Linked DNA regions of Mus musculus: regions 1, 2, 3, 5, 6 and 7 are each linked to region 4. A link is a contact called in public ChIA-PET and promoter capture Hi-C data. All regions are on one chromosome and are shown on one strand. Each heading gives the region's core, a stretch centred on a gene start, on an enhancer-like site or on the middle of the called end of the contact. The rest is flanking DNA. Distances are from core to core; before and after follow the strand shown.

The links. Promoter capture Hi-C pulls out the DNA fragments that hold promoters and counts their contacts. ChIA-PET counts read pairs in DNA pulled down with a chosen protein or histone mark. Capture Hi-C pulls out chosen DNA fragments and counts their contacts.
Region 1: a promoter capture Hi-C map of pre-B cells shows a contact between it and region 4. The contact joins the promoter of Dnaaf2 here to the promoter of Sos2 in region 4. A contact is called at or near these places in 20 of 39 promoter capture datasets (the 3T3-L1 cell line, 3T3-L1-derived adipocytes, the C10 cell line and 13 more), 3 of 15 datasets of contacts at CTCF or cohesin (the NIH/3T3 cell line, large pre-B cells and pro-B cells), 65 of 484 Hi-C or Micro-C datasets (B cells, the Ba/F3 cell line, the C10 cell line and 36 more), 26 of 115 datasets of contacts at active chromatin or transcription factors (the 230-238 cell line, CD8 T cells, the HPC-7 cell line and 18 more) and 4 of 9 other capture datasets (adipose tissue, liver, macrophages and 1 more).
Region 2: a promoter capture Hi-C map of neural stem cells shows a contact between it and region 4. The contact joins the promoter of Klhdc1 here to the promoter of Sos2 in region 4. A contact is called at or near these places in 16 of 39 promoter capture datasets (the 3T3-L1 cell line, the C10 cell line, the HPC-7 cell line and 9 more), 1 of 484 Hi-C or Micro-C datasets (bone marrow-derived macrophages), 12 of 115 datasets of contacts at active chromatin or transcription factors (the SCID.adh cell line, bone marrow-derived macrophages, effector CD8 T cells and 8 more) and 3 of 9 other capture datasets (adipose tissue, embryonic stem cells and liver).
Region 3: a contact with region 4 is called in an RNA polymerase II ChIA-PET map of memory CD8 T cells, with 64 read pairs. The contact joins the enhancer-like site here to the promoter of Sos2 in region 4. A contact is called at or near these places in 10 of 39 promoter capture datasets (the 3T3-L1 cell line, the C10 cell line, the HPC-7 cell line and 5 more), 1 of 484 Hi-C or Micro-C datasets (bone marrow-derived macrophages), 10 of 115 datasets of contacts at active chromatin or transcription factors (the 230-238 cell line, the SCID.adh cell line, bone marrow-derived macrophages and 6 more) and 2 of 9 other capture datasets (embryonic stem cells and liver).
Region 5: a contact with region 4 is called in a promoter capture Hi-C map of stem cell-derived epiblast-like cells, with 2.9 times the contacts expected there. The contact joins the promoter of Abhd12b here to the promoter of Sos2 in region 4. A contact is called at or near these places in 3 of 39 promoter capture datasets (neutrophils, pre-B cells and stem cell-derived epiblast-like cells) and 1 of 115 datasets of contacts at active chromatin or transcription factors (bone marrow-derived macrophages).
Region 6: a contact with region 4 is called in an RNA polymerase II ChIA-PET map of memory CD8 T cells, with 7 read pairs. The contact joins the enhancer-like site here to the promoter of Sos2 in region 4. A contact is called at or near these places in 3 of 39 promoter capture datasets (the C10 cell line, cranial neural crest and pre-B cells) and 3 of 115 datasets of contacts at active chromatin or transcription factors (bone marrow-derived macrophages, large pre-B cells and memory CD8 T cells).
Region 7: a contact with region 4 is called in a promoter capture Hi-C map of adipose tissue. The contact joins the promoter of Klhdc2 here to the promoter of Sos2 in region 4. A contact is called at or near these places in 23 of 39 promoter capture datasets (the 3T3-L1 cell line, 3T3-L1-derived adipocytes, the C10 cell line and 13 more), 8 of 484 Hi-C or Micro-C datasets (the C10 cell line, CD8 T cells, bone marrow-derived macrophages and 4 more), 14 of 115 datasets of contacts at active chromatin or transcription factors (the 230-238 cell line, CD8 T cells, the NIH/3T3 cell line and 10 more) and 3 of 9 other capture datasets (adipose tissue, liver and macrophages).

Annotation. Positions count from the first base shown.
Region 1 is chr12:69,197,045-69,199,744 of GRCm38.p6, reverse strand. Dnaaf2 (dynein, axonemal assembly factor 2) reads left to right here and starts at 1,316. Exons shown (of 3, transcript NM_027269.4): 1 at 1,316-2,700. The coding sequence starts at 1,460. It overlaps 9330151L19Rik (RIKEN cDNA 9330151L19 gene), which reads right to left and starts at 2,534. Exons shown (of 2, transcript NR_033222.1): 1 at 2,130-2,534; 2 at 1-2,017.
Region 2 is chr12:69,240,522-69,243,221 of GRCm38.p6, reverse strand. It overlaps Klhdc1 (kelch domain containing 1), which reads right to left and starts at 1,390. Exons shown (of 13, transcript NM_178253.5): 1 at 1,209-1,390. The coding sequence starts at 1,304.
Region 3 is chr12:69,256,781-69,259,583 of GRCm38.p6, reverse strand. Klhdc1 (kelch domain containing 1) reads right to left here. Exons shown (of 13, transcript NM_178253.5): 7 at 1,478-1,561; 8 at 957-1,015; 9 at 1-83. Among named protein-coding and RNA genes, the nearest start is that of Klhdc1, 16 kb to the right of the region's middle. Within about 2 kb of position 1,548, at least 52 of the 459 cell types and tissues checked have an H3K27ac peak or open chromatin away from gene starts, as enhancers often do. A contact at or near this core is called in the 230-238 cell line, the SCID.adh cell line, effector CD8 T cells and 3 more, where this site is marked.
Region 4 is chr12:69,680,583-69,683,285 of GRCm38.p6, reverse strand. It overlaps Sos2 (SOS Ras/Rho guanine nucleotide exchange factor 2), which reads left to right and starts at 1,434. Exons shown (of 23, transcript NM_001135559.1): 1 at 1,434-1,771. The coding sequence starts at 1,685.
Region 5 is chr12:70,152,691-70,155,485 of GRCm38.p6, reverse strand. Abhd12b (abhydrolase domain containing 12B) reads right to left here and starts at 1,355. Exons shown (of 13, transcript NM_001195033.2): 1 at 1,221-1,355. The coding sequence starts at 1,315.
Region 6 is chr12:70,134,848-70,137,547 of GRCm38.p6, reverse strand. No RefSeq gene overlaps it. Among named protein-coding and RNA genes, the nearest start is that of Abhd12b, 18 kb to the left of the region's middle. Within about 2 kb of position 1,252, at least 140 of the 459 cell types and tissues checked have an H3K27ac peak or open chromatin away from gene starts, as enhancers often do. A contact at or near this core is called in bone marrow-derived macrophages, memory CD8 T cells and pre-B cells, where this site is marked.
Region 7 is chr12:69,295,375-69,298,074 of GRCm38.p6, reverse strand. Klhdc2 (kelch domain containing 2) reads right to left here and starts at 1,394. Exons shown (of 13, transcript NM_027117.3): 1 at 928-1,394. The coding sequence starts at 1,080.

The DNA of each region.
Region 1 (2,700 bases), core at 67-2,566, 480 kb after region 4:
TAGGGAAGCTGACAGAGGAAGGGCAAAGAAAGTAAAGAACAAGAATTTGGAATGCTGAAAATGAAAGAGGAAGGGAAGTCACGCCATTTCAGGCCTCTGGGGCTTAAGCAGTTATTACTCAAATGGAGACATCTGATGGACAGTTGATGAGTCTATAAGCTTAGAATGTGAAACAGAAGTTGGTTATTTGAGTTTTATTTACTTACTTGTTTTGGGTTTTCAAGACAGCGTTTCTCTGGATTCCTTGGCTTTTCTGGAACTTGCTCTGCAGACCAGGCTGGCCTTGAACTCAGAGTCACCATGGTAGTTGAGTACATATATTTAGCATGTGAAAGAGATGGCATAACGGAGATGAGGTGTCATCCCAATCTTGGGACAGTCTACTTAAAATGTAACAGAGGAAGGCCTGCAGATTGGTGGAAAGAATGCTTGTCTCAGGTGTGAGGCCCTGGGTGTGGTTCTGTGGACATTCCCTCCCACAAAAGGAGGAGGCATAAGAGAGAAGCCTGGGAAAGGTCTTGTGATTGCAGTAATGCCAGTATAAACTGCTAAATGCTGCACTTGTAAAACAGGTCTGGGACTGCCCAGCAATCAATAAGTAACCATACCCTAGACCTGGGTGTGTGGCTCAGTGGTACAGCTCAGGCCACAGGTGGGAAGTCCTGGATCCCACACCTAGCCCTGTAACAAAACCAAGTTTCTATAGTCTGGCACAGTAAAGTTCCATTATGTAACTACTACATCTGCTGCATTGGTTCCTAGTGGAGCATTGTTAAGAGACTACAGAGTCAATCTAAGGATATCTAGTTTAAAAAAAAAGCGCAGTTATAAATTCTATTCTCAACCCAAGGAAATTGATCAGGACAAACTGTAATTTTGCTAAGTGATTTGAGAGCTTGCATTTACATTATAAAAAGCGAACACCTTTCTGATGCTTATTAATCTCTGGGATTTGTTTTGTCATCTTTTGCCCCCAAGGGTTTCTGGGAGACAACTATAAGGTGGAATACCTGAAAATGGTAAGGGTTTACTAACGTTGGTTCCACAAAGTAAAGAGAGTCAGATAAAGTTAGGTTTGTGAATTAGCTAGTAAACTTCTCTCTTGTTGGTGAAATTAAACAGTTAATAAGATAAAGACACAGCGCTGAAGATGAGGACAGTTACCACAATAGACTGCAAAGTACACGTATCCTGACACAGTAATTTAAAACCTGTAGCAGGTAGTGTCTGCTTGGTTTGAAGTAACAGTGGAGCCTATTTCTAGCATTTCTACCAGATCGCTGCCCCTCCTCCCAGGCGTTACTATGGCAACAAAGCACGCGCTGCCCGGCCTTGACAATCCAGCCGTTACCTTCTTGGACTGGTCAGTTCTCCATGAGCCAGACTCTGAAGCGCATCCTAGACACTCAATTCACCCTGATCCTTCACTGGGTCTGGGCATTGGGCCGTGTGGGTCACCATGGCCAAGGCGGCGGCCTCCTCAGCGCTGGAGGACTTGGATCTGAGCAGAGAGGAGGTGCAGCGGTTCACCTCCGCCTTTCAGGACCCAGAGTTCCGCCGAATGTTCTCCGAGTACGCCGCGGAGATCACGGACCCCGAGAACCGGAGGCGCTACGAGGAGGAGATCACAGCCCTGGAGCGGGAGCGTGGGGTGGATGTGCGGTTCGTGCACCCTGAGCCGGGCCATGTGCTGCGTACCAGCCTGGACGGGGAGCACCGCTGCTACGTGAACGTGTGCAGCAACTCACTGGTAGGCGTACCTAGCAGCCGGCCCGGCCCGGGGCGCGGCGGCACGGCAGCTGGCAGCCACTGGTCCCTGCCCTATAGCCTGGCTCCCGGCCGCCAGTATGCCGGCCGCAACGGCGCCCGCTACACCGTCTACGACGTGGTCTTCCACCCCGAAGCGCTGGCGCTGGCCCGGAGCCACGAGCGCTTCCGCGAAATGCTGGACGCCACGGCCCTGGAGGCGGTGGAGCAGCAGTTCGGCGTCAGGCTGGACCGCAGGAACGCCAAGACCCTGAAGATCAAGTACAAGGGGATGCCCGAGGCCGCAGTGCTCCGCACGCCCCTACCCGGGGGCGTCCCGGCCCAGCCCGAGGGGGAGCCACCAGGGCTTTTCCCGGACCCACCATATCCATACCGCTACCCCGCGGCAGCGGCGGCGAACACTGCCCGCTCGCCCGCGTCCCCCGCTCCCGAGGCCGTGCAGCGCCCAGAGCCCACGGAGCCGCGCTGCTCCGTGGTGCAGCGCCACCACGTAGACCTCCAGGATTACCGCTGCTCGCGCGACGCGGCCCCGAGCACCGTGCCGCACGAGCTGGTGGTCACCATCGAGCTGCCGCTGCTGCGCTCGGTCGAGCGGGCGGAGCTGGAGGTGAAGGGGAAGCTGCTGTGCCTGGACTCGAGAAACCCCGACTACCGGCTGCGGCTCTCGCTGCCGTACCCGGTGGACGACGGCCGCGGCAAGGCACAGTACAACAAGGCGCGGCGGCAGCTGGTGGTCACGCTGCCGGTGGCGCTGGCCGACGCGCGCCAGGAACCCCCGGCCGCGACACCGGAAGAGCCCGCGGAGGAGACCGGAACTGACGACGTAGCCCGCACTTCCGCGGGCGATTTTGCAGCGGCGCGGGAAGAGTCTGCAGATGGAACCGGAGCTGACCACGGGGAGAAGAGCGGTGTGGGAGCCCCAGACCCCGGGGC
Region 2 (2,700 bases), core at 141-2,640, 440 kb after region 4:
CACCTGAGAGGCACAAACAGGATGCTTATCCTGAATCCGAGCCTGACCTGGGCTACACATGAAATTCCAGGCCAGGCAGTGTGAGCTGCAGTCTGAGATCCTGTCTCAAATAATTAACAAAGCAAAATAAAGCTCCAGAATGCAGCCCCCAGTGTCACATGACCACTGAAGGGTCAATGCCTTTCTTTATAAAATGAAGATGTGGGGCACGAGAGATGGCTCTGTAGTTAAAAGCACTGGTTGCTCTTGCAGAGGACCTGGGTTAGATTCCCAGCACAATCTGTAATGCCAGCTCCTAACACCCTCTTCTGACCTCCATGGATACAGGATGCATATATATATACACACACATACATATATACATACACACACATGTATATATGCAAAACATTCATGTACATAAAATAAATTTTAAAAATTAACATTACAGATTAGACCCTAGTCGATAATCCCATATGATTAGGACATACCAGATATAGTTGGCACACAAAAAACCAATTTTTCTTTTTTTCTTTTTTACTTATACTGCACTAAATTAGGAATAAGCACACAAAACAACAAAACCCACTCGGACCTGATAATTCTTAACACACACAGTATGCACTTTATTTCGTTGTGTTACAGGTCTGTCATTTAAGGGCACTGAGGAGGTCAGAAGATGTTATCTTCTATTTGCAGAAGAGATTCCGTAGGGCTTATTTTCTAATCTGTAAACAAACGGGGTGGGCAGGTACACCTGAATTATTTTTCCAACTCGATAATCCTTGTTATCATCCTACGATCATAGAAACAAAACAAACACACATTCCAACCGCCATGGCAATACGAATTTTCAGCCACAAAACTCTGTGGTGGAGTGTTGCGAATACGAATCTATTTTGAGACTCCAGAGGTACTTAATTAGCAAAGAAATGCCACTAAAAATAGCTGATAAATTTAACTGCTTGGTGACTTCCGTATTTTGAGTAGCACGGTGGCAATGATACCAAACAACGCGGCACGACGTTCTGGGGTCCTCTCCAGTCCTGAGCCACGGAGGCTGGAGGGGTCACGCACCCCGAAACCCCGTTTTGTGGCTTTGGGAGCGGGAGCGATGTGGGCAGCACGGCAGGCGGCTCGCCTGGGAGCCTGTGGGAGTGCTGCGTCGCCGGCCGTCATCCCCCTGCCTCCGCTCCCGCGCCGCCCCAGCGCCCGCCCCTTCCCCTTACCACGTAGCCCCCCCACACGTAGAGGAAGTGTCCGTCCACCACTGCGCAGTGGCCGCTGCGCTCCTCGGCCACGCAGAACGCCTGCGGGTCCGCCATCCGCCCTCCGGGGCCCAGCCAGCTCGGCGCCCGCTCGCACGCGCGAACGGAACGCGAGGAGGGTCCAGATTGGCGGAGGCGGAACCGAGGAACCTGCGCGTCTGCGCGGCCACCGCCCCGGACCGGGGCCTGGCCGCTCCCGGGAGCACCGGGCGCTGCGAAGACACTGCAAACCTCTCCCTGAAGCCTCTCTGCAGCCACTGTCTGGGCTTCTTAGGGCTCTATTAATCAAGAATGGTTTCTCATGAACTTACTTTATGTATGTGAGTGTTCTGCTTGTATGTATGTATGTATGTATGTATGTATGTATGTATGTATGTATGGTGTACATCCTGGACCTGGAATTATGGGCAATTGTGAAATGTGGCTGCTGGGAATCAAACCTGGGTCCACTGCAAGAACAAATGCTCTTAACCTCTGAGCCATCTCTCCAGCTCCATGGTGTTCATTTGGAAAGTGAGCTTTCTTTTTCTTCTTCTTCTCACAACTGTACAAAGTATTGGGTTTATGAACCCCAACTGGGCCAGCTTATTGACCTGAGCATCCTCCTGGCTGTGTGTGTGTGAGAGAGATCATTTTTTAACACGAGCAGTGCTCCAATGCCAGTTCTGCTTCAGCCTCGGTAATACATGGTTTCAAGACGCATATGAGGTTTTTTTGCTTTTGTAGGGCCTGGGTGTCCCTGGTTTTCTTCACGTGTACTTCCGTGCTAATCGCTGTAGAAGGTGTTGGTACCTGAGGCACTGAGTGTTCTATTATTTCTTCGTGGTGATATTATGTGGGAACACAGGCACAATTCCCCTTTTCTAAACACGAAAGGAAACATTATTGTCTTGCATCTTTCATTTCCCACTTGTATACATTTTCTCTGGGGAGAGGAGCGAACCTCAAGTCTTCCTTGAAGAACCAATGATTTTAATTACAGTTACATGAGCATAGCTATTCCACTGAATAAAATGTCTCTGCCTAGCAACTGTTAACTGCCTACAAAAGCTGGGGGTGGGAGCTTGAAACACCCCCCCCCCTTCCTTGCAACTGTTAACTGCCTTTAAAACCACGGAGGGCAGGGAGCCCCTCCCCCAACCCTAAATCGCGGTGATAATTCTACAACCCACCACCTCTTGCCATCTGCCCCTCCACCTTCCACGATGGTCCCTGAGGCTTGGGTAGGATGCCCCTCTAGGGCTGGACATTCAATAGCACTTTTAACCAGTTGTCTCTACAGTAACGACTGCCCATTTAAAAACAGAAACCTCATTGACCAAAGATGACAACTACACTAGTGGACGGGTATAAAGACAACTATTTAGAAGGCAATTTGACAGACACATAGAACTTAGCAAAAGAGCAGCAGCTTTCAAAAATCTATGGTCTTCCCCCAGCCATGGGCTTTTGA
Region 3 (2,803 bases), core at 299-2,798, 420 kb after region 4:
CAAATAGGAAAAGCTTATCATCAGTTATTGCTGTTAAAGTGTGCCATGACCGGTGTTTGGGGCTTTCTCCATTAACAGAAATCCTGTAGCAAAGGGGGAAAAAATTAAAATGCAACTTTGAATTAATCAAAATGAAAGATTTTTGATTTTCCCAAGACAGTCTCATCAGTAGCCAGGCTGGCCTCTGGGTCACGATGCTCCTGCCTCGGCCATGATGGGCCATGTGTTCACCACTACAGTCATCTCAGATCTTAAAGGAAAAGCTGAGCTTGGGAGTGGAGGTGCACACTTGTAATCCCAGCACCCAAGAGGCTGAAATAAGACCATGCATTTGAGGCTAGCCTGGGCTACACAGTGACTTCAAAATCAGCTGGAGCTATATACAGAATTTTTGCTAGGAAAGAAAGGAAGAGGAGAGGGGGAGGGAAAGAGAAATAGGAAGTAGGAATGGAAGAAGAAAGGAAGGAGAGGGAAGGAAAGGGGAAGGGGAAGGGAAATAGTTCAGTTATAAATGATGCTCAGAGTTGCTCAGTAGACCAGACTGGCCTCAGACTCATGGGGTCTGCCTGGCTCTGCCTCCCGAGTGCTGGGAGAAAGGCATGCCCTGCTGCACTGCTCCACTATGTATATCCAGCATACTGTAGATCTCCTCCTCAGGAAAACTTCTTCTACCACGTGTGCTGTCACTTTTACTTGAAAGGCTGTGGCAAGACAACCAGAGTTCAAGGCCAGCCTGGGCTACTCAGTGAGATTCTGTTTTGAAAGGAAGGAAGGAAGGAAGGAAGGAAGAAAGGAAGGAAGGAAGGAAGAAAATTTAAATTTCATATTTCTTGTTTAGATATATAACCCAAAGAAAAAATATCAACTCAGTCTTAGAGACCCAGGCTTGGATTATGACAGATTGCACACCAGCCCACACCCAGCCCTACAAACTGGAACCCAGATCTGAGACTGACCTTCCAGACCAGACCCAGGTGTCTAGGTTTAGATAGTGTAGGTCATTCATCCTGGTTTGCTGAAATAAAAGCAGGATAATTGGACAGGGTTTTAACTCTTTCATGGAATAAAACGTTAGCTCTAAAGCAAGCTCAGATCAAGCACAGATTGCCCTATTCTTTCTATTTGGCCCTGGAAACTTAGCACTGAACATCAATTCTAAGCATCAAGAAAATCAACATGGAACTTCCCGGGGTCAGCAGGAAAGGAGATGGATTTAAACTAAAAGAGCTTGGATGGTAGGAATTAAACATTCCTGACACTGCACTCAAGTGAAGGGCTTTCCACACTAAAATGTGATTAAAAAACATCTGCGGCAGCATGCGGAGGGTCTCTTTCGGAAAACAGGAGATAAATAAAACTCAGTCCTGTGTGTAGCTTAATCTCTGGGCAAGTTGCATGTTCAGCTGCTCCACAGAATCAGACACAAGCGTTTATAAACATCACCCATGAGAATACCATTTCCATTGAAAACACTGACCAAAACACGTCCGCCAAAGACGTAACCCTTATTTCCCAGAACTGCACATGAGTGCGCGGCTCGTGGCTGTGGTGGAACTCCACCCTGCAAGCAGAGATCAGAACAGAAGACAGACTTGAAACGGCCGTACCAGCCACATCCTGTGCCATAACCACAAATAGCTTCTTTAAGAAAAGACGCACCCCTCCGCCCTGAAATGCCCACTACCCAACAAAATCAATGTGCAGAAAGTTCATCCAGAAATATAAAAATCTTAAATAAATTAAAACATTTTCATCTCCTCTCCCCTCCCCTCACACTATAGATCTAATATTGCATCTCAGAGACTCTAAGAATTTACTAATGGCCCCCCAAATTCTCAAATTCACAAAACAGCTTCGCTGACAGTTTAAGGCAAACCCAAGAAGCCCTTCTTTCCTAGACAAAAGCCTACTTGCATTTTGGAAGTTGGTTTACTTTTGGTGTTGTTGTTTTGGTTTGTTTGTATGTTTGTTTCCTATTTCCTAAAATTCTTAGAATAAAAAACTCCTTTCTACTTTGTCTTGAATGAAGTTCTGATGTTTCGGTCTCACTTGAATAACTGAAATCTAGTTGGTAATAATGAACTAAGCTTTGCCTCTGTAATAGTTAAATTAAGAGAAAACCATTTTTTTTAAAAGGTTGATTCCTAGGGCTGAGGGATGCTCAGTGGTCAGGAGCACTGGTCGCTCGCTCCTGCAGAGGCTGCAGAGGGCCGGGTTCGGTTCCCATCACCCACATATCAGCTCACAACCTCCTTTAACTCCAGTTCCAGGGAATCCAGCCTCCTTGGACAATACACACACATGTTGCCCATACATACCTGCAGGCAAAACACCCAAACACATAACATAAAAACAAATCTTTAAAAGATGCTGATTCTGTTTGCTTTCTACTGTTTACACAAATCTGAATTTGTGTTTGATTTCTAACAAATAAAATAATATTGATAATGTATTTTACCATGTTAGAATTGCATGTAGCTCATATAAAAACACAAGTGTTGGGTCTGGGATACAGCTCAGTGAGAGTGCTAGGCCAGTTCTTACAAGGCTGCTGGTTTGATCTCAGGATTGGAGAGGGGGGGGTGGAGGGGGGAAAGAAAGGAGGAAAGAAGGAAGGAAAGAAGGAAGGAAGGAAAGAAGGAAGGAAGGAAGGAAGGAAGGAAGGAAGGAAGGAAGGCTGGCTGGCTCACGGACTCTGTTTTAAAAGAATTTTAAAAATAACTCTGATAATTCACACAGACACTGACAGGTAAAGAATGATCCTCTAGCTCATGCCTGTAATACCAGCGCCAGGGAGGTAGAG
Region 4 (2,703 bases), core at 185-2,684:
TGCGAGGACACACATATGCCACATTTCAGATGTAGACAGGTCAGGGAACAACCTTGCGAAGCCGGTTCTTTCCTTCACGTGGGTTCCAGGGGTGGAACGCAGGTTGTCAGCCTTGGGAAGCGAAGCAGGTACCTTTTCCTCGACAGCCCCAGAGGACTTTTTTTTTTTTAAACACTGTGGATACTTAGATTAAAAAAGAAACCAAAAACAAAACAAAACGGAAACCTCCGATCTCTTTAAGTATTTAGTTGCCATTTTTACTTTATGAAGTCAAAATGGTGTTGTGTTTGGGGGAGAACAATGTTCACCCACTGATTCTGGAGCTGAAATTACTACACAAGTTATCTTTTCCAGTCTGTTCTTCTGTTCCCTTCCTCACTTCGGTGGCTGGCAGCATGACTGTTTACAGCCCGTTGGGAGCAATCTGTTCAGCGATTTTAGTGGGATGAAATTTGGGTTAGTGAAAAAGTTTCCAAAGTACATGCCCCTTCAACTTAAAAAAGCATAGGGACAGAGGATTTTTAGGTTTTTTTTTTTTAATGCTAATTAGTGTGACTGTATCGCAGGATCCAGGTTCTGTAGAACCTTAAGTGGAAAGGATTTGAACATGATTAACCTAAGAACAATATCTGAAAGTTTTTGGATACTTTTTTTTTTTTTTTTTTTTTGATCCATAGGGACTCTAGGTGAAAGACCTCGAACTGAAGTCATCTGGCCCTTCAACGTGCGCTAAGAGCTTCCCATGACCCTACAATGTGACTTTATGAATAGCCACTATCACCTAAATATACAAAGGAGCCACACAGAGCACACGTTAAATAAATATCCTATCAGCCCAAATGTCCTTTTCTCCCCACATCTGTGTTCTGCCTCCCAGAGCTGCAGTCACGGGCTCGGGGGTCCCCTAGGGCTGTACCGAATCAGGATTGTCTGCCAGGACTCGGAACGCTGCCGAGTTCGTCTGGAAGAGCCACCCCGCCCCGTGCACGTTCCCAGGAGAGACCGATTACCCTCCCGGCCCCGGGGCCCCGCACCAGACGCCTCGGCCCGCTCGGCGGCGCGCATGCTCCGTGCTGGTCTTCTCCAGAGACTCGGGAGAGCGAGCGCGGGGCCGAGCCGAGCCGAGCCGCCGCTGCAGGCACCGGGCGCTCGGCGGCGGCCGGCGGGGCTGGAGGGGCGGCGGCGGCGGCGGCGGCCAGTGCCGTGCACGCCGGACACGCGCGCCCGCTCGGCCCCGAGGGCCCTCTGGAGGTGACTCGGGCGGACCCGGCGGTGGCGGCGGCGGCGGCGGCGGCGGTAGCGGCGGCTGCGCGGAGGGCGGGGGAGGCGATGAGGACGCTGCGGGCCGCCGCTGTCTGCCCGCCGCGGCCGTAGCGGGAGTCGGGGCGGGGGCGAGGCCGGCGGTGCCCCGCGCTGCGCACCCAGACAAAGGAGGAGGAGCCTCGGGCCAGCGGGCCGGCGCCGCGGGGACAGCAGGACGCCTCGGGCCGCCGCGCTTCCTCGGGGCTGCGGGGCCGCCAAGCCTCGGCGAACGCCCGCCCGCCGGCGCCGCCCCCGAGCGCTCGGCCGGAGCTGCGGCCCGGGCGGGAGGCGGCGGCCGGGGCGAGGCGAGGCGAGGCGGCCGGCGCCCTGCCTGTCAGGCCACCGGCCCGGCCTCCGATGCGGAGGCGCTGCGGCCGGGGCCATGCAGCAGGCGCCGCAGCCCTACGAGTTCTTCAGCGAAGAAAACAGCCCGAAATGGCGGGGACTATTGGTCCCGGCCCTGCGGAAGGTCAGTGCTGGGGCCGAGGGAGGTGCCGCGGGGCGACGGGCTGGGGGGCCGGGCCCGGAGCTCGCACAACTTGTAACGGGGAGAGCGAGGAGCGGGGAGCACGGCTCGCGCCCGCCCCGCGTGCCGCGGCCGAGCCTTCTCTGGCCGGGCTGCGGGCGCTCCTAATTGCCTGTTGCATCCCGAAGGACGTTTTCTCAACTTTCTTTTTTGGCCTGGTCCCGGAAGGAAGGTTTTGTTATGATCATAAAACTGGATTTCATCTTACAGTCATTTCGTCAGGCAACTTCCGCCGTTGACCAATGCGTTGTCCTCAGGCTGGATTCTGGCAACACAGAGTCCCACTGGTTTTTTTCGTTTCTAAAACAAATGCGCAATTTTGGACCGAGAGGCTACTTTGAATTAAGTTCTTGGGGCTGGGGGTGCTCGCCTCGGGCGGCTTGCTTGCTACGCTCGCCCATTCGCCTGTTGAGGCTGTGCTGTTTTCGCTAATATGGATGTGTGTTTCCCATGTGTGAAGTGTCAGTGAGTCATAGTATTCGTTCTCCAGCTCTTGGGGTGAATCTAAAGCGCCTCCCCACTTCCTGCAGAAGTCTTACCTGAATACAAAGATTGCCTCACAAAATGTGGTCAGTTTCTTCACAGCGACGAGGACTTGCAATAACCACTTTTAAGGGACAGTTGCGGGGGCGGGCGGGGGGGGGGAGGTGGCTCGTTGCTAATCAATCTTTGGAGATTAGATACATTGCTAGGGTGCGTGTCTCCGATTGGTTGGTGCTAGTCTTATATGAAGTTAGGTAATTATGCCATTCTCTTTGTTGCTCTGGGCCAGCAAGAGACTCGTTAGGGAAGGTGATTTGCGGTCCAACAACACAAGCTTGATGGCTTGAATTTCATTCCTGGAATCCACGTAAAGGTGATAGGGGAGAACTGAC
Region 5 (2,795 bases), core at 106-2,605, 470 kb before region 4:
TCTACCTAAGAGATGCTCTTTTCTGCCTAGTGAGGGCTAAACCATCAACCACTGGTGTTATAGAGAACTGGGGGTGGGGGATGTTTCTCATGTCAAGGGGTAAAGTGTAGGTAACTGGAGCGACGCGATGCCACCCACTCTCCAACCTCTATACCTGGCTGGGGGCGGGGGGTGGGGTGGGGTGGGGTGGGGGATAAGACAGCAAAGATTCCCTGTTCGTCATCATCCCTGGGACATTCCAAAGTGACACCTCCAGTGTGTAGCTGTGGCCAGAGAGTACTTGTAACTAACACAAAATAAAATGAAACAGAAACAAGAAACGTAACAAGAATACCAATTCAACAAACTAAACGGGATACACACACCTCCTGAGTCCACTGCCTCACACCCAGGACCTAGCTCCAAGGCCAACAAGACCGAGGATGACTGACCATTGACTCGATGGGAGACAATATTTAAAAACAAACAAAGCCGGGCGTGGTGGTGCATGCCTTTAATCCCAGCACTTGGGAGGCAGAGGCAGGCGGATTTCTGAGTTTGAGGCCAGCCTGGTCTACAGAGTAAGTTCCAGGACAGCCAGGGCTACACAGAGAAACCCTGTCTCGAAAAACCAAAACAAACAAACAAACAAGCCACAATGATAAACAGACATTTTCAGGCATAAAGAATGTTAAGAATTTACATAAGTAACCCCATATATACAAAGTGATTCCAATACCCCCAGAAGTTCAGCCAGTCCTTTAAATACACACCTGCAAACCCATACCTGAAGAGCCAGGACTCTTTTCCACCTACACAGGTCTTTGACCTACAAAGATTGCACCTCCGATTACAGCACACCATAAGTTTTTGGCTGCCTCTGTTATTAGTAATATTTAAATTCATTCGGTAGAGTTGTAAATTGAACAGATAAGAGAAACTTTTTGGAGCCTCCTTTCCAACGCTCTCATACCTTCCTGAAAAGTCAAACCTTCTGGCCTCTCTGGTCTCGGTAGGAATTGAATGCTGGGGTAATGCTATCTTCAATAACCCAGGAGTTAGCAAGAATGTGCAAGCCACAAAGTCCCCCGACCCCAAAACCAGCCCTAAAGCTTCAGTGTCCTCCAGACCTAGGAGAACCATGGACAGGTCTTGGACAGGGTAGCCCCAGCAACTGCCTAACCATGCCTAAAACTGGACAAGGGAGCTATTTTAGGTGATGACCCATCAAGCACACTCACCTCAGGTTCCTCAGGACCATAGCCCACCAGGAGGTCACAGAGGAACAGGGAGGGGGCCCTGGCTCCGAGGCTGCATCACAGTCCCTAGCGTCCATCCTGAGGTGCCTCCACTGCTGAGGGAGCTGCCACAGGCTTCCAGGGACCAGGCTTACCCTCTCCTCCCCTGCTGCTCTTGCTCCGCCCCCTTCCTCTACCCAGAGGAAAACTTGGCCACCTACCTAAGGTCACACCCATTGCAGAGGCTGGGGCTTCCTCCCTGGTTGGTCTCATACCCAGACAAGCAGGTGATGAATAGAAATGCATTGATACATAGATATAACTATGTATCCATTTGTTTCATTCTCATTGCTTTTCATTAAATATCCCTATGAGCTTTGGCAGATGCTTCCCTTGCTAGGCCCACAGAATAAAGTAAAAACTCTTAAAATCTTGACAGTAGTTTTCTAGGCACGGCTTTATAAGATCTGCCTGCCATTGCTGTCACAAGAATTTCTTTGGTTCCCTTTGTTTAAGAAACAGTTGAAAGACTGGGAAAAAAAAACTGCTTAGTGGTCAAAGGCACTCATTGCTTTTGCAGGCAATAGCACATAGTCTATAATTCCAGATCCAGATCCTTTGTGGGCACTAGGCATGAAAGTAGTGTTCAGACAGATCCACATGCAGGCAAAACACATAAACATGAAATAATATATGATTTATGTAAACACCCTTCGGGCCAAGGAATTATGAGCTACACAATGACTTCATGTATCCAAAATGAAGATCTTTTTGATGTTTTGTTTCCTTATTATCAGTATATAGCAGAGCCTATTCTCCTGCCAAGGTTAGTGGACACCTGAGCCAGCTGCTACCTGGTACAAGTTATATTCCTGAAGCTTTCTCCTAAGAGCAAGAGCCACAGGCCTGCCAGAGCTGCCTCACAGAAGCCATCAGGCTAAAGGGTGGGGATGAGGAGAAAAAAAAGATGCAATGTGATGCCAGCATCCAGGCTTCCTCCCAGAGCAAAGCGCATCATGCCCTGAAGCCAAATGTACTTTCCCCGCCCCCGCCCCCGCCCCCCCCCCCCCCCCCCCGTGTGGGTCCTCAGTAGGCTTTGACTGTGAAGCCCTGGTGCAGGGGACTCTTCCACTGGGGGAAATGGACCCTTTCAGAAAAAAAGACAGCAGTCAATAAGTGTGTGATTTCATTTCATAGAATTGGCAAGGACAGAGTCTCTGTTTCCTCTTTTAATCGCTCTGACCATGCTCATTTCAGGGGCAGAACCCAGATTGACCCTCTGCTTTCCCTGTGCCAGAGCAAGCACTCTCCCAATGAGCGATATCCCTCACCCCCTTTATGTCTACAGCTTTATGTCTAAAGCTTGAGATAAGACCCTCACTAAGTGACTCCGGCGGACCTTGAGTTCACTGCATCCCTTGCAGAACTTTAACTTTTGCTCTCTCTGCCTTGGCCTCAAGAGTAGGTGAGATTACAGGGCCTGTGCTGACAGGGCCATCTGCAGGGTGTCCACTTTCTGATTCACATCAAGATCAGAGCAATCAGATTAGGCCCAGTCCGTGTCAGCTGTTTGACAGC
Region 6 (2,700 bases), core at 3-2,502, 450 kb before region 4:
TCTCCGATACCTGATGTCTAGCATATGGTCAAGGCGACACAAGAGGACAAACATAATATATATATTCAGTGTTATAAGATATATAACTATGATATTCAGTGTTATAAGAATTCTCATTTTAAAGTTAGGTAACTTGCCCATAGTCCGAAATGTAGTTTAAGACCTGGCATTTGAGCCCAGGCTGTCTGCCTCCAGCACGCCCCTGGAACACTCTCCACATCAGCCCCCCTGCCTCCACTGTGCCCCAGACACTGCAGGCTCCTCGCCTTATGACACAGTGCAGTTGTCCCTAGAGAAACACAGAGATCGGTTCCCATGGAGACAAGATTCTGCAGATGCTTGAGCCCCCTTATATCAAATTAATATCAGTTGTATGCAAACCTACAAACATCCCCTCTTCATACTTTAAATTGTACCTTATAATACAATGTAAGTGTGTATGCAGATAGGTGTTGTGTTATAGTTTCTATAAAATATCAACAAGAAAGTATACCTATACATATACCTATACATATACCTATACATATACCTATACCTATACCTATACCTATACCTATACCTATACCTATACCTATACCTATACCTATACCTATACATGTGTGTATACATGTACATATACAAAAATATGCATATATATATATATATTTGTACATGTCTGTATTTCCAATTCAGCACATATAAAACCCTTAAAGACCTATCTGTTTCAAACAAGACCCTTGATTGAACCTGTGGTCGTAAAGTCATAAATACATAAAGCTAATTGTGTCTATTTGGCCAGGTTTCCTGTCCCTTGCTTCTCATAGACGCGTGAGACTGGGGCTGCTTGGCTGTTCTCCACTGTATGCTTAGCCCGGAGAACAGCGCCAGTACACAATAAGGATGTGGTAAACCTTGATGTTTTCTTAAGCTCTTTAATGCGCCGTCTCACAAGAAGTAATCTGTTTAAGAAGCTGAAAAGGAAAGCGAAAATAAAAGGAGGAAACACACGTCGCAGTCACTGAAGGAGAAATGAACTTCTGAAGACATCTTGATAATACAGCTTGTGGGGTGACTTGTTATCCCTCGTGGGTCAGCTCAGGGTGACTGTTCAGAGCTGCCTGGGACAGTGAGTGTGTTCAGGTGGTCTTGAGTGTCCAGCCAAGGCCTGAGATTTGTAATGTGAACTAGCAGCCAACTGCAGGATTGTGTGATACACCCACCCCTAGTGTAAGGACCAATGAGAACAGACAGATGGCTGGACCCAAAATGAGAATGTGTTGAGACAGGGGCAAGGACGTAGTTCCTGGTGGTGAATGTGTCCTGAGTGACAAGAGCATCTGGGGCTCTGAGACAGGCAGAACTGATGGCACCCTGGGACGATTGGAGCCTGGAGAGGTGACACACAGGAGTGGAGATGGATATGAAGCCCAGGGCAGGGTGGAATTTCAGAGTTCAAGGTTCCAGAGGTGAGGGCGTTCTGGGCACTGACAATGCCTTGTAACCGGATAGGGGAGATGGGTGGCAAGTGTGTGGAGTCTAGGACGAGGTCTGGGAAGTGAGAAAATCCGATACTGTGTGTTGTGGGTTCCAGTGTGTAGGTTTATCAGATCAAACTGCAAACGAAAGCCTGGTCACTCACATGGTTTTCAAATATCACCTTCTCCGCAGCTCACGTCTCATCAGAAATGCGCTCTTTAGGGTGACTCTAAAACAGAAGCCCACTTGAAAGCTACAAACCGGGATACTGGCATCACCTCCACCCAGGGGGTTCATAAAAGTAAGAGCTGTCAGTCTTACATCACGAAGGTCTGGTTCCGTCTCAGAGATCCTTTGCAATGAAATTCTATGTCAGCCAGCTTTTGTTTCACTGCTGCGATAGAACAGCTGGCGTAAACAAAGGAAAGGAAGATTCATTTTAATTCATGGTTCCAGGTTGTCTGTCTACCACGGTAGGGAGGGGAAGTCATGGCAAACAGGACACAGCGAGAATGAGAGTCGAGCACTAGGGACCAGGTGTGTTCCTGGTGACCTACCTCCTCCTGCCAGGCCCCAGTGTTTCCACTACCTCCTAAAACAGCTCTAACAATAGCTGGGCACTAAGTGTTCAGCAGACAAGCCTGGAGATGAGATCTCATAGTCAAACCATAATATCCTGCCTCTGGCCCCTGGAGACACATCACCATCTTGCAATGCAAAATGCGCATAGCCCATTTCTAAAAGTCCCCCAAAATGAACAGTTTGAGCACTATTTAAAAGTATTAAGTTGAAATCTCTGAGACTCAAGGTAAACTCTGTAAGCCCCTGCCAAGTCAAGTCCTGTACTTCTAACAGAAGACAATACCTAGTAAGGATTCTCAATCGATAAGGGAGAAGACGAGAAAGAGTGGTCAGATCAAAAAGCGAGACTGCAACCCAATGGGGGCAAACAGTAAATCTTACAGCCCCATGTATGGCATCTGGCATGTTGTCAGCTCAAACAAACTTGGGCAGTCCCTTTTGTATGATCTTATTGGTTGCAGCCCACGTGACCTCCCTCTTGGCCTGGCTTCTTGTTGACTATAGCTTTTCTGGGCAGCTGTTCCTCGTTCTTGGGAGCTCCAGCATCATAGCGTCTCCGTCACAGCCCAGGTTTCACCTTCACAAGTGCACACAGCTCCCTTTCGGGTGCTACCTGTGAAGATTCTGACCTTGTCATACCCGTTGCCTGACCTTCGGGCTCTT
Region 7 (2,700 bases), core at 145-2,644, 390 kb after region 4:
AAATAACTAATGGTTAAACCGACAAGGTATGGGACAGTTGTCTCAAAATGGCCACCTATGATCAGGTCGTCAGTACTATAAGCTATTAGAGTCCTTAAGCAAACCACAGGCGCAGAGAACTGGACTTCCCAAGGGGGGTGGGGGGGCGTCATTTTAACACTAAAATAGTTTTAGGTCAAATGGCTCAAATGAGTGTGCACCACATGAAATCCAAGAACTAGAGTGAGTGTATCATGGAATTCTAAAACCAGTACAGAAGAACCAGTGAGCAGCGGTTTAAGGAGGTAACTGAGCAGTATTCCCCAGCTCGCGGTATAAAACAATGCAAATGACTAAAAAGATACTTGGTCACAAAGTCCAAAGGCCTGCACTCCAATTACATACGCTGCTGGGGATTCACTGGCTATTTTTTCCTTTAAAATCCGCAGTAAGGCCTACTGAGGAGCAATCCTTTCTCAGCTGAGACCAGTTAAGAAAAATGGCCCTGCGTTCAAACAATAGATAGGTGGGGGCATCTGCACAGGTGTTGATGACACCGTTACACCTTCGGGGAGGTTGAGCAAGCGATTCCTGTGGCCTTGGTTCACACAGTGACAATATTGTTGAATATAGTGTCTGTCGGCTAAATGGCCCCAGCTCCGGGCGACCGGGCCCAAAGGTATATGAGTGATTCTCACACACCCTCGCCCCCACCCTTTTCCGTACCTCGGGCCACAGTCACCCGCTACGCGACCCACAATAACAGAACCTCGCTCCGCTCACTCCAAAGACAATGCGTAGGGGGTGCGTGGGATAGGCTGACTCATAAGTTCAAGAGAGCGGTGACAATAGCCCAGGATCCCCGAATCCACCAGGGCAGGGCGGGAAGATGCTCTCCTGAATGAGCAAGAGCCGCGGCGGCGATCGTGCCCACTCCGCCCTACTGACCTTGTAGCCGCCCCAGACGAACATGTGGCGCCCATCGCTGACAGCGACGTGGCCGCTGCGTTCAGCCGGGCAGGCCAGCTCCATGGCCTCGTAGTTCTCGAAGGCCGGGCCCGGCAGATCCTCCGCTCGAGCATCCTCGTTGCCATCAGCCATCTTGAGGCTGCACCGCTGGCCACCGAGACCGCTCCGGCCCCGCAGACGGGAGACAAAGGAAAGCGGAGCGGTGGACCGCGGCGCGCAGCCAGCGCTGACGACCCGCCTGTCCTGCGCTACGCCTCCGCCTCCGGGACGAGCGCTGGGGCGCGCGCCGACAGCGGCTGCGGGTCTCGCGGGGACCGCGCCGCGGCCGGGTCCTGGCTCAGAGCGGGAGAGCGGCCGACGGGGCTCGCACTCGCAGCCCGCCCCGCCTCCGGCCGCCGGGGCCTTGTTTATGCCGCCGCCGGAAGTCGTCCGCAGCGGACACTGTCCCCACGCTCCGGAAGCGCTCTCGCCCCCTGCGCTGCTGAGCCTCCCGTCGTCCGGTCCCACCGCAGTGCTGTCCTACTGCTGTGTAGTCCTCCCAGTCGGGCCCTTGGGCATCTGAGTCCTCCCAACATCCGTCCTCCCGCCTCAGGGTGCTCTGGCCTGGATAGTTCCTAAACCATAACAACCCACCCTTGGGGAAAGAATGCGAATCCCAGACTCACAATCTGGGCTTCTAAGAGGCCAAATGAAAATTACGAATTATTTAAACCCAATTCCTCGCCCATAAAATAAGGCTGGTCTGGAAAACACTTCAGGCTCCTCATTTAAATGGTGGCTCTCCGTGCTGCTCATCTTGTCTTTTTTTTTTTTCTTTCTCCCTCTCTTCGTTTTGGGACTGCTAAATATATACTGAGCAAAATACACACTTAACAAAAACGACCAAAAAAAGCTTTTCTCTTTGAAACTCTCACCAGTTGCTGGAGATGTACTTGCTGAAACACAAGAGTTAAGGGTCTGGGGTTTGAGATTAAAGCGCTGGGATAAAAGGTGTGCTCCACCAGGCAGATTCTGTTTCTTGACCAGATTCATCCAGGTCTCCCTGGGGCAATTTTGCCATGCAAGAGATGTCCAGTGCCCTTGGTGCTGTGCTGAGGGGGGCCTTCCTCACTGCCATTGCAAGAGACAGTCAGAGAGAGAAATGGCCTTCCTGCTGCTGCCCAGGGTGTATACTGTCAAAAAGAGATTGGCAGCGTTTCCACCAGCCACTTCGTGCTGGATGACACTGGAGAAGAAAATCTAGCATCAGTTTCATGTTTGGCGGGTAGAAGACATCTCTCACTGTTGGCCACAACCTCTCACACTGCAAATCTGCTGTAATGTGAATGACCAATTTGCACTAAGCTGAGGTTTGTGGTGAGCAACTGATCGTCCAACAGTGGAAATCACCTTGCCCTAGGGGTCAGGAGCATGCAAGTGGATATTCCTCCACAGATCAGCCTTATTCCAGATGAGCTGCACTTGGACACATTTTACTGCCTCGTGATTATTGTTTGCAAGAAAAATTTGATGGTGTTGTGGGGATAGCCACTAGAGAGGACAGCTCAGACATGAACTTAAGGCAATAGAAAGTCTTTATTAGTTTGGGATCCCAGTGTAGCAACGAGCCTTTCTCAGAGTGAGCTTTTAAGCACAAAACCCATGTTCTGGACGGATACACTTCAGTTAACAAGAACAGTTAGCATCCCAGAGAATCTTGCCACAGAAGCCAGATGAAGGTAATCTACACCACAGAGCCACTGCTGTCCCTTG